Linked DNA regions of Gossypium arboreum: region 2 is linked to region 1. The links are chromatin contacts, called in public Hi-C maps. All regions are on one chromosome and are shown on one strand. Each heading gives the region's core, a stretch centred on a gene start, on an enhancer-like site or on the middle of the called end of the contact. The rest is flanking DNA. Distances are from core to core; before and after follow the strand shown.

The links. Hi-C and Micro-C count contacts between places; a contact is called where the count stands out from the background.
Region 2: a Hi-C map of leaf shows a contact between it and region 1, with 2.6 times the contacts expected there. The contact joins the promoter of LOC108456894 here to the promoter of LOC108456895 in region 1. A contact is called at or near these places in 3 of 5 Hi-C or Micro-C datasets (all in leaf).

Annotation. Positions count from the first base shown.
Region 1 is chr9:6,474,512-6,479,980 of ASM2569848v2, forward strand. It overlaps LOC108456895 (inositol hexakisphosphate and diphosphoinositol-pentakisphosphate kinase VIP2), which reads left to right and starts at 2,011. Exons shown (of 30, transcript XM_017755629.2): 1 at 2,011-2,460; 2 at 2,646-2,705; 3 at 3,038-3,084; 4 at 3,840-3,923; 5 at 4,797-4,860; 6 at 5,228-5,381. The coding sequence starts at 2,386.
Region 2 is chr9:6,619,697-6,625,165 of ASM2569848v2, forward strand. LOC108456894 (plasma membrane ATPase 1-like) reads left to right here and starts at 2,036. Exons shown (of 21, transcript XM_017755627.2): 1 at 2,036-2,530; 2 at 2,643-2,762; 3 at 2,858-2,956; 4 at 3,028-3,165; 5 at 3,240-3,374; 6 at 3,469-3,648; 7 at 3,745-3,951; 8 at 4,032-4,151; 9 at 4,236-4,355; 10 at 4,452-4,574; 11 at 4,665-4,769; 12 at 4,861-5,005; 13 at 5,108-5,272; 14 at 5,420-5,469. The coding sequence starts at 2,477.

The DNA.
Region 1 (5,469 bases), core at 761-3,260:
TCAGACTCTAATGTGAGAACAATTGTTAAGTTCAAAGACTAATTTGAACAAAAAAAGTTTAAGCTCTAATGTGATAATAATTACCTAGTCCAAGCGTCAATGTAGTAACAATTGTTAAATATAAGACATACAAAAAATTTAAATTCCAATAAATAATAATTTAACTCCATAACTAATGAGTATTTTATATTTGAAATTAATCAATATGGATTCATACCTATGTCAATATAAAAATGATTACGATACTAACTATCTTGGTTTGATGAATTCCTAATGGCCAGAAAATGTTTCCATGGTGAAATCAGTCCATGGAAGAGGGCACCATTACAAATGTTGAAGTCAAACCATTCAAATACCAAAACCCACAAAGAAATATGAAAATTTTAAACCTTTTATCTATTTTTTATTTATTTTGGAAATCATTTTAGGTTATTTGTTGAAGAATTATTGCTATGATTGCCTTTCTAAAGAGGATAATGATTAGGTTCTATGTTGAAGAAGAGGATTTTTGAAATTTAAATAGTTCTTTAGATTTTATATAAATTTTATTTTTTAATTTTTAGATTTTATTAAAAAATATAATGAGTAAATCCGTATAAATTCTTTATTTATTTGGTCATTTTGTGTGATCAAATTAATTAATTAATCGTTACATTATTTACACGATTATTTAAAATATAAAATAAATGTGAATACATAATATTAGTTTAATAGTAAATTTAATTTTCACGTATATATATATCAGATGGAACTAAATTGGAAAAAAATGATCTGGAAAAAAAATAAAATTAAAAAGATTAAATTCAGTAAAAATGGAGCCTTAATTTGGAAGCGAAACGTGCGGGGAACTCTTTAAATTCTCCACAATTATCATTAATTACGTTACACGCTTTCACCTTAATTTTACTAACGAATCCTTCTTTAACAAAAATTCAATTACAACATGTTTATCATTTGTTCAACCTTCAAAATCTTGACGAGTAGAGGCTTAGATGGTCAATTACAATCATTCCCCTTTTCACAACAAGTTTCATTTCTATCTCTCTATCATAATCTTTTTCCTCATTTGCTTAGATCATAATCTAATTTACGTGTATATTATATTAATAATTAATTAATTTTTAAAATATTATACACCTGAATATTATTTTTAATACGTCTCATTAAATATAAATTTAAGGATTAAAAAACAAAAACCAAATTAATATTTCTTTTAAAATTAACAAAATAAATATATGCTTTTGGAGAATTTAAAACTCAAAATAGTTTGTAATTTAAGTAATGTACAAAATATTATAAAAATAGTGTCATGGTCATCTAAAAGAAGGCAAACTTTTTCATATATTCTTTTGACTAATATACTCCAACAATAACCCATCAACGAACCACATTAAAAGTAAGCAATTACATGTGAGCTGTGAGTTGTAACATGTGACATGTTCATGAATTCAATAATAACAAAAAAAAAAAAATTTATTCATTTACTTATTTACTTATGCCATGTTATTGTATTTATAATTTAATTTCAATTTATTTACTTATTCAAAAGTAATCTATTTTCTTAATAAAAATGTGTCTAGCTGAATGTACATTCTCGTTCTCTTTCTAAAAACAACCTAAAAGTCTAATTAAAAAAAAATTAGGCATTAACCCCTAATTTTGGCGTGAAATAGAGAATTATCAAGGTCAGCCACTTGTTGAAAGATTTGAAGTTGCGCCACCCCTTTTTTTTAAGGATAATGTTTTGGGTAGTAATAAAATAATAGTTTATGGAAAATGACACACACAGCACCAAATTTGTTACTTGTCAGTTGATGTGTAAAAAATAAATTTCCAGAACTAAAATCTCCAATATAAAAGCATGGAATAAATAAAAAACAAAAAACCTTTTAACTTTACACGTCCCCTTCAGTTTCCTAAAGCAAAATCATGATCCACTTGCATATTCCAGAATCCAAAATCTCTTGCTCCCAAACAAACATCCCCCAATAACATATATCTATATTTTTAAATTTAAATAAATAAATAAATAAATAAATAAAACAAATATGGAAAATAAAATCCGCTGATTTTTATTCATGTTTGGCTCCAAAACCGTTCCATTTCATTTTCATCTCTAATATTTTTCGTGACTCATACTCACCGCCTTGCTTGCTTTCTTCTTAGCTGAACCGGGCTCTCTGTTTTTCTTTTCGTTAAAAAAAAAGCCTTCTAGCTCTTGCATACGTATTCGTATACGTATTTCGTATAGAATACACCTATCTGGAGAAACTTCCTGTTCCGGTTGGTGTTGTGGCGGTGATTGGAAGCTGAAGATATTCGTTTGGTGTTTTCGCATCGTTTTCTGAGCGAAAAAGAAAAAAAAAAAAAAAAGAAAGGGAAGAGATGGGAGGAGGAGATGAAGAAGAAATTAGAGGAAATAAGAAGATAACTGTTGGAGTTTGCGTCATGGAAAAGAAGGTGAAATGCGGAAGCGAGGTTTTTTAACCATCTTTTGTTCGCTCGAGTTTTCTACTAAATATATGAAAACTATACTTTTTTTAATGAAAACTTATTAAGAGAATGTATGATTTATTTAGTACATATTGCTCTGTTTTACTTCTTAAATTTAGAGCTTTTGAAAGTTTTCGGGTTTCTATTTGCAGGTTTTTTCTGCTCCAATGGGACAGATTCTGGACAGGCTTAAGGCTTTTGGCGAATTTGAGGTAGATCGTATATATTTTCTAAAGCCTAAATTTAAATGCATCTGCTTTATTTTTATTTTATTTTATTTTTAAAGTGAGGTAAATTTATGGAATTTGAATTAGTTGAGGAGAAATATAACTGCTGACTTGTGCGATATATGTATTTTTAGTTTTTGTGAGGATAATCATGATTTATTGAAAAAAAAAATTTAGTGTAAATTCTCTAGTTTTTATTAAATACTATGGGGGAATTTGTTAGTCCGTGTAGGCATGGAAGTGCGCGTGTTAAATTTTATGTTGTTTTATTCCTATAGATTCCTTGTACTGCAATGTTTCTTTTCTTTTTGTTGTAGATTATATATTTTGGCGATAAAGTTATTCTTGAAGAACCAATAGAAAGGTACGTTTTCAGCAAATTGGTTGAAACACAACGATTGTGATTTACATTACGGTATTGCTGATAATATTGGTTATAATTAGTATAATCTTTGTTATTGGGACTCTTTACTTTCCCTAAATCATTCCTGTTCTGCACCTGTGTGTCTGACTTTGAGACATGATTTTAAGGGGTATGATCTCCAAACTGTGTGGATATATACTTGTATCCAAACTTCTCTAGAGTTCCAAGTCCGGTAACATATATATTTTTAATTTTCTTGTGAATTTCAATAGTTTGAACGTTAATGTTGATAAAAAAGAAGGAAAATATAGAAGAGTTGTGGAGGAGGGCCAACATTTGCAAATTAAATGTCCTGTTGAAGTCAGCACAAACTGGTTGCATTTACCTTGAAAATTTTGAAGTCTTCAGTTTAGCAGTTCCATCTCCCCATTGATTAACTGTTTTGACATTTGTTATTCTTTCAAAGAGTTTGAGCGGAGCAACTATGTCACTGAACATTAGTCCCTTGTTTGACATTTTACCTTCTCTTCCCCCCCCCCAAAAAAAAAACTCTCTCTCGTCTTCTAGGAGGACTGTCTGAGTTTTAGGAGGGAATTAAGGTAGAGGATTAGACAGAGAGCCATGTATATTTGCATAACTGATGAATATAATTCTTGATATTTTGGTTGCAATTCATGTTACTTCTCTGCCGTATTTAGGTTGAGAGGTTCTTTGTCATTAAATTGTCTAATATATGATAGTTTTGCATATTTCAGCTGGCCAATCTGTGATTGTTTGATTGCATTCTACTCCTCTGGGTACCCCCTTGAGAAAGCTGAAGCATATGCTGCTTTAAGGAAGTAAGTTCTTTTAATATAGATATTGTTTATTTTTATGCATGTATTCTATGTGCAAGTTCAAAATGAGTTATCATTCCATTTCAAATTGCAGGAAATTTTACCTAAATTTATATTTTAATATGATTACTTATTCTAATTCTTAACATGGAAAACTTGATATAATGATTTCAAAACTTTGGGATCAAACCTTCTGAGTAGACTTTATGGATATTTGAGCTGTTAATTAGGCCTCCTTATTAACAAGGAACATGCTAAATGTTGACCAAATTAAAATTGAAAAGTTAGGGAAGATTTCTAAGACAGGATACTAGGGCGAATATCTGGTAATTTGCTTTGAAAGCTTAATACAGGTCTTAAATGAGAATCTGTAATTAATGTAAGAAAAGAAATTATTTATAATAATTCTGATTGGATCTTAGATCTAAATTGCCAAGCATCAGCATGCAAAGTTTGCCTCATCAGTCCATCCATATGGAGAAGATTTAGGTCTTTGCAGCTGTAATATATTTTGGACTCTAAGGAGATTGACCATTAGAGGATGCTCAAGAGCAGCGGATAGGTGATGATTCAGTTATTTTCTCTCTAATTGAGGTAGGAAAATTAAAATTTGGGTCGTGCATGACTGCAACAGGAGCCACCTTTATATATTTAGTGGCATGTTTTCTACTAGTAAACTATCATTTAAGTCTTCAGTTAGAGTGTAGACCTGCACTAAGTTTGGCCTTCTTATATTGAAGTATAATCTAACTGGTGTCTTCATCTGATTGTTCATCTTAAATATACTCAACCAATATTTTGAAGATTGTAGAAATTTGATTTCTATTATAGTTTCTAATTAATTATTTTTGCAACTGTTTCTTCTCTATGATTCAGACCATTCCTTGTGAATGAGTTGGACCCACAACACCTTCTCCATGATCGACGGAAGGTTTATGAGGTATACATTCTAAACTTCCATCTTCACGTCAAGATTTTTGATCCATAATCAAGTTCAGAAAACCAAGACCACTTTCCACCTCAGCGAGGGACATCACGGCAGTTACTTTTACATAGCCCTTGACCTTTGGAAGAGGAGACCTTAATAGGGGGCTTCTTCTTCTGCCCCTTCTGTAATATCTTAGCTTTGGAACCAATTGACAGTGTGGTTAAGTCTTGTACCATAGTTGGTCAAAGCTTATATTCTTTGAGGGGGAAAAAAATTGTCCTTCCAGCTCTGCTGAGAACTAATTATATATAGTTGAAATGTATAATGTTAATATAGCAATTGATTGCCTAAAACTAACCTATTTATTTTTGGATTCCAGCGACTAGAAGAATTTGGAATTCCTGTTCCTAGATATGCCCTTGTAAATAGAGAAGAACCATACCAAGACCTGGATTATTTTATTGAAGAAGAAGATTATGTTGAGGTCCATGGAAATCGTTTTTGGAAGCCATTTGTGGAGAAGCCTGTTGATGGTGAGTTTGGTCTTTATATTTCCTTTATCTTCTTGCATATATTTACTTCTTGCCAATATCCAGAGAATGGATTTAATATGTTTCTGTC
Region 2 (5,469 bases), core at 786-3,285, 150 kb after region 1:
ACTTTATTATTATTATTAGTATTATTACTTGTACATATGTATAATTGAAATGTAATCTTCTGTTGCCTAATTTTCAAATGGGGGTGTCGTGTGGGATGGGGAACAAATAGCCCAACTAAGACTTGAAAACGATCTTTCTCTTTCTTTTTCTTTTTTTCTTCTAAGGAAAATTTATATTAGAGAGTAATGCAATTCAGTATATTTAAATTTATATTTTTTAAATTAATAATAATATTTATATCAATCAATTAAGATTCAATCGGTAATTTTTTCTTTAAATAATTATCGGTTAGTGTTTTTATATTTTGAAAGCAATAAATCATGTGGTGTGGTGCATGGGTTTATTATATTTAACAATTTAAATATATTTTTCGATTAAATTTTAACTCGATTGATATAAATATTATTAATGTAATAAGATATGAATTGAATGCACTGAGATGCATTATTATCCTATTTATATTGATAAAATATAAAGAAAATATTTATATTTATTTTAAAATTAAATAAAGTATTATATATTGTAATATCCAATAATTATATTGATAGAATATATGAGTTGTCAAGTCAATAAGTCCCCATCTTTCTTAATTTATTTGTATACCTTACTTTATGTAATATATAATTAAAATATATTTTTTATTATATTTTAGATTTTAAAATTCATATCTAATTATTAATCCTATTAAATAACATTTTAAAATAAAAAAATGTTTTATTAAACGTAAATTTAATAAAAGAATTTCAAATGTAATAAAAGTAGAAGGACTTAAAAGCAAAATTTTGCAATAGTTTTAAGAAAATACTTTCACCTAACCATTTGTTATCTAGAATTCTAAAGTAAAAGTGCATCAAATATATGAAGTGGGTTTTGAAATTCTAAAACATATGAAATTGTAAAGAAAAAAAATGGGAAACTATAAAATTTATTTAAAGTTGCTTAAAAAGACATCTTTTACATGCAAAAAAACAGAACAACCTTTAGTCAATGTCATTGAAAAAGTTAAAATTAAATTAAAAAGAAAACCTTTTAGTTTTACATTCCTACCCATCATAACTTTAATGTTAATAATAAAGTAGTTAATACCGTATTGATGGACGTACATTTTCAGTATTGATATATATTGGTATTAATTTATTTTGGTTTATTATTTCGGATTTATTATTATTAAAATTTTAAATATATATATAAAATATTGATAAATATCAAATAATAAAATTAAATAAATCTCAAAAATAAAATAGTAATCAATTATATAAAATATTCTTTAACAAATTTTAGAAATATAATTTATGGTTAAACAAACTCAAAATAAATAAACAAAAATTTATTTTATAAATTAAAAATAATATTATCCCACACTATACTTATAACAAACCATAATTCAACAAATCCAATATTATTAAATTTATATTTATATTTTTAAATTTTAAATTAATAAAGGTAAAATTGTACTTGACCCTCTTAAAATTATTAAAATTTAATTTAATCTTTTAAAAATTATAAAATACATAATATTAAAATAGTGAAATAGTGAAATTATATTCCTAAAAAAAAAATTTTGGCTTCACCTCTATAGGTAAAATAAATTGGTATAAACGACATTAACAGGAAAAATTGGATTAGGTTCCAATCAGCATAAACGATACCATAATGCAATTAAGTACCTTAATTAATATTAAATTATATCATCCCATAATTTTAATATTGCATTAAATGCAAAAGTGAGTGAGATATTTATTTTAATTAGTAAAATAAAAAAGAAATAAAGTGAGAATGGGTGAAAATGGTAAAAAGGTGCACCTAACTTAAACGCAAAAGAATTTTTTTAATTTAAATAAAATAATAATTTTTTTTGGTATAGTTCGAATAATCAATACGATTAGCGAATCAAACTCAAATTATATTTGAGACTATCAACATATTTAACCATTAGACTATCATATGGCTAATTATTTAATTTAATTTAATATTCAATTTTCAAGTTAATAATGAGTATTTGAAGAGATTGAAATTAATAATTTCAGTTAGTATTGTATATATTTCTAAATATAAAATAAAAAAATACTTTAAAATAAATTAAATTTGTTTTCCAAAATAGAATCATGAAGAACAACAAAAAAATAAAAAAGAGAATTCAAAAAATATAGAGAAGATGATAGTAACAGGGAGGGTACCAGCCAAGTACATAATCTAACTTTGTCCATGGTTATCAAAATTATCCCTACTTTAGAACAATCCTACCCTTAAAAAAAATAAGTAATTTGGCTCATTTGTTATTGATATTCTTATGAGACAAAACAAACAATATTAACCAGAAAGATAGAAAAAACAGAGTATTTGCAGAGGAAATGATGGAGTCTGTTTTCTGTCTCCTCAATTTCTGATTTTCTTTGTGTTTTAAGTCTTTCAAATTCTCTCCTTTTGTTTTAGTCTTGTGGTGTCTAAGGTCTGAAAAACACCAACTTTATTGATATGGAAAACAAGGATGAAACTTTGGATGCTGTGCTTAAGGAAGCTGTTGATTTGGTATAATAACCCTTTTGCTTCCATTTCTCTTTAAAGAAAAAATTCTGGGATTTTTTGTTTTGTTTTGTTTTGTTTTGATATTTGATGAATTTGAGGCTTGTTTTGAGTGTAGGAAAATGTGCCACTTGAAGAAGTTTTTCAAACTTTGAGGTGTAACAGAGATGGTTTAACCACTGAAGCTGCAGAGCAAAGGCTTTCGATTTTTGGCTATAATAAGCTTGAGGAAAAACAGGTGTTTTTTTTTCTTTCTGAGAAAAAGGACTAATTGTCTTAGTTAATTAAGTTTTTTCAAGTAAACAAGAGCTTCTTTTTTCTGGGTTTTTGCAGGAGAGTAAAATTTTGAAGTTCTTGGGGTTTATGTGGAACCCTCTCTCATGGGTTATGGAAGCTGCTGCTATCATGGCTATTGCTCTTGCCAATGGAGGAGTGAGTATATATATATATGTTTAGTAACTTAAAGTTTTAAGGATTCCCTTGAATGATGTTTGGTTTTGCAGGGGAAACCACCTGACTGGCAAGATTTTGTTGGGATTATTACTCTTCTTATTATTAATTCAACAATAAGTTTCATAGAAGAGAACAATGCTGGCAATGCAGCTGCTGCTTTAATGGCTCGTCTTGCTCCTAAAGCTAAGGTAGTATGGAAGAACAAGCCACCCTTTTGAATGACCTTCACAAGAAATTGCTTGACTTAAAAAATCATTTTCAGGTTTTTCGAGATGGGAAGTGGTCTGAAGAAGAGGCCTCTATTCTTGTTCCAGGTGATATCATCAGCATTAAACTCGGGGACATTATTCCGGCAGATGCTCGACTCCTCGATGGTGATCCACTCAAAATCGATCAGGTTAAGTTTGAAAACAACAATGGATTCATTGTACTGTTGGATGAACTGAGATTGTATCAGTTTAACTTTCATATTGGGTTTTCACGTGTTGCAGTCTTCATTAACTGGTGAGTCTCTTCCGGTAACGAAAGGCCCTGGTGACAGTATTTACTCGGGTTCTACATGCAAACAAGGAGAGATTGAAGCCGTCGTGATCGCCACCGGTGTTCATACGTTCTTCGGCAAAGCTGCTCACCTTGTTGATTCAACAAATCAACAAGGTCACTTTCAAAAGGTCTATAACATCAGCTGCACAATACCTTGATGTTTACTTCCAAGTTCTTTTGCATTTGTTTTATTGATGAAATGCTTTGGGTTATTTGTTAAACAGGTGTTGACTGCCATTGGTAATTTCTGTATATGTTCCATCGCAGTCGGAATGATAACAGAAATCATCGTTATGTACCCGATTCAGGACCGTGAGTATCGTCCTGGAATCGACAATTTGCTGGTACTACTCATTGGAGGAATTCCTATTGCCATGCCCACAGTTCTATCTGTTACAATGGCAATTGGGTCTCATCGCTTATCTCTTCAGGTTTGCACTAATTCATCGTGCCACTTTGCTTGTTTCAACGATCATTGCTTGATCGTGATGATATAAATATGTCACTGCAGGGAGCTATAACAAAAAGAATGACAGCAATAGAAGAAATGGCTGGCATGGATGTCCTTTGCAGTGATAAAACCGGAACTTTGACATTGAACAAGTTATCAGTTGACAAAAATCTTATCGAGGTAGATTGACAGTTGCTTCTGTTTTATTTCTAGCTTTCGGATTTTATTTCCAGTTCCAACACTTATATGGATGTTGTGGAATAGATTTTTGCGAAAGGAGTAGATCCCGATACTGTAGTTCTGATGGCAGCTCGTGCATCTCGGCTGGAAAACCAGGATGCCATTGATGCTGCTATAGTAGGGATGTTGGCTGATCCAAAGGAGGTATGCCCCTCACCGTTAATGTCTCAAACATGATTCAATCTAGTACTTCTCATCTTAATTTGGTTTCTTTTCTACTGCCTCAAAAAAACTACCTAGGCACGAGCCGGTATTCAAGAAGTTCACTTCCTTCCATTCAATCCAACCGATAAGCGAACGGCTCTTACATATATTGATAATCAAGGTCGAATGCACCGAGTCAGCAAAGGTGCACCTGAACAGGTAGGCTCATATGTTGTCTAGTACTTAAAATATTTTGATAGTAGTGCAAATCCGTTCTAAAGTAATTCATTGCTGTGGTGTGATTATCAGATTCTTAATCTTGCACACAATAAATCAGAGTTGGAACGTCGAGTTCATGCTGTAATTGATAAGTTTGCGGAGCGTGGATTGCGGTCACTGGCAGTAGCATATCAGGTAAATATATCATGTAGTCTGAAATTTCATCAAGTGTATCCCTTTTATGTTTGATATGACACCAATAACATTCTTATCAATCGATTTTCAGGAAGTTCCTGACGGACGAAAGGAGAGCTCAGGAGGTCCATGGCAATTTATTGGCCTGATGCCTTTGTTCGATCCACCTAGACATGACAGTGCAGATACAATTCGAAGGGCGTTGAATCTCGGAGTGAACGTGAAAATGATCACAGGTGCATGTCCTAATATCAATTCGGTTTTGAGTTGAGCATTTCCCTTTTGCGAGAAATTGTTCGAGTATATTTCCTTCTACTGATCTCTCTGATGACCATTAGGTGATCAACTGGCGATAGCAAAGGAAACAGGACGTCGTCTCGGAATGGGAACCAATATGTATCCCTCATCATCCTTGTTAGGACAAAACAAAGAAGAGTCTATTGCTGCTTTACCAGTTGATGAGTTGATTGAGAAAGCTGACGGTTTTGCTGGTGTTTTCCCTGGTATCTTAACCTTTTCCTTTCCCATCTTGACTCTTGATGTTTGGATGCAGTTCATCTAAAATGTGGTGCTCGATTTCGGTTCTAGAATATGCTTCTTCCCATCCTTGTTGTTCGCTTATATGGCTTTTTGTATAATTGTCGATGCAGAGCACAAGTATGAGATTGTGAAGCGCCTACAAGCCAGGAAACATATATGT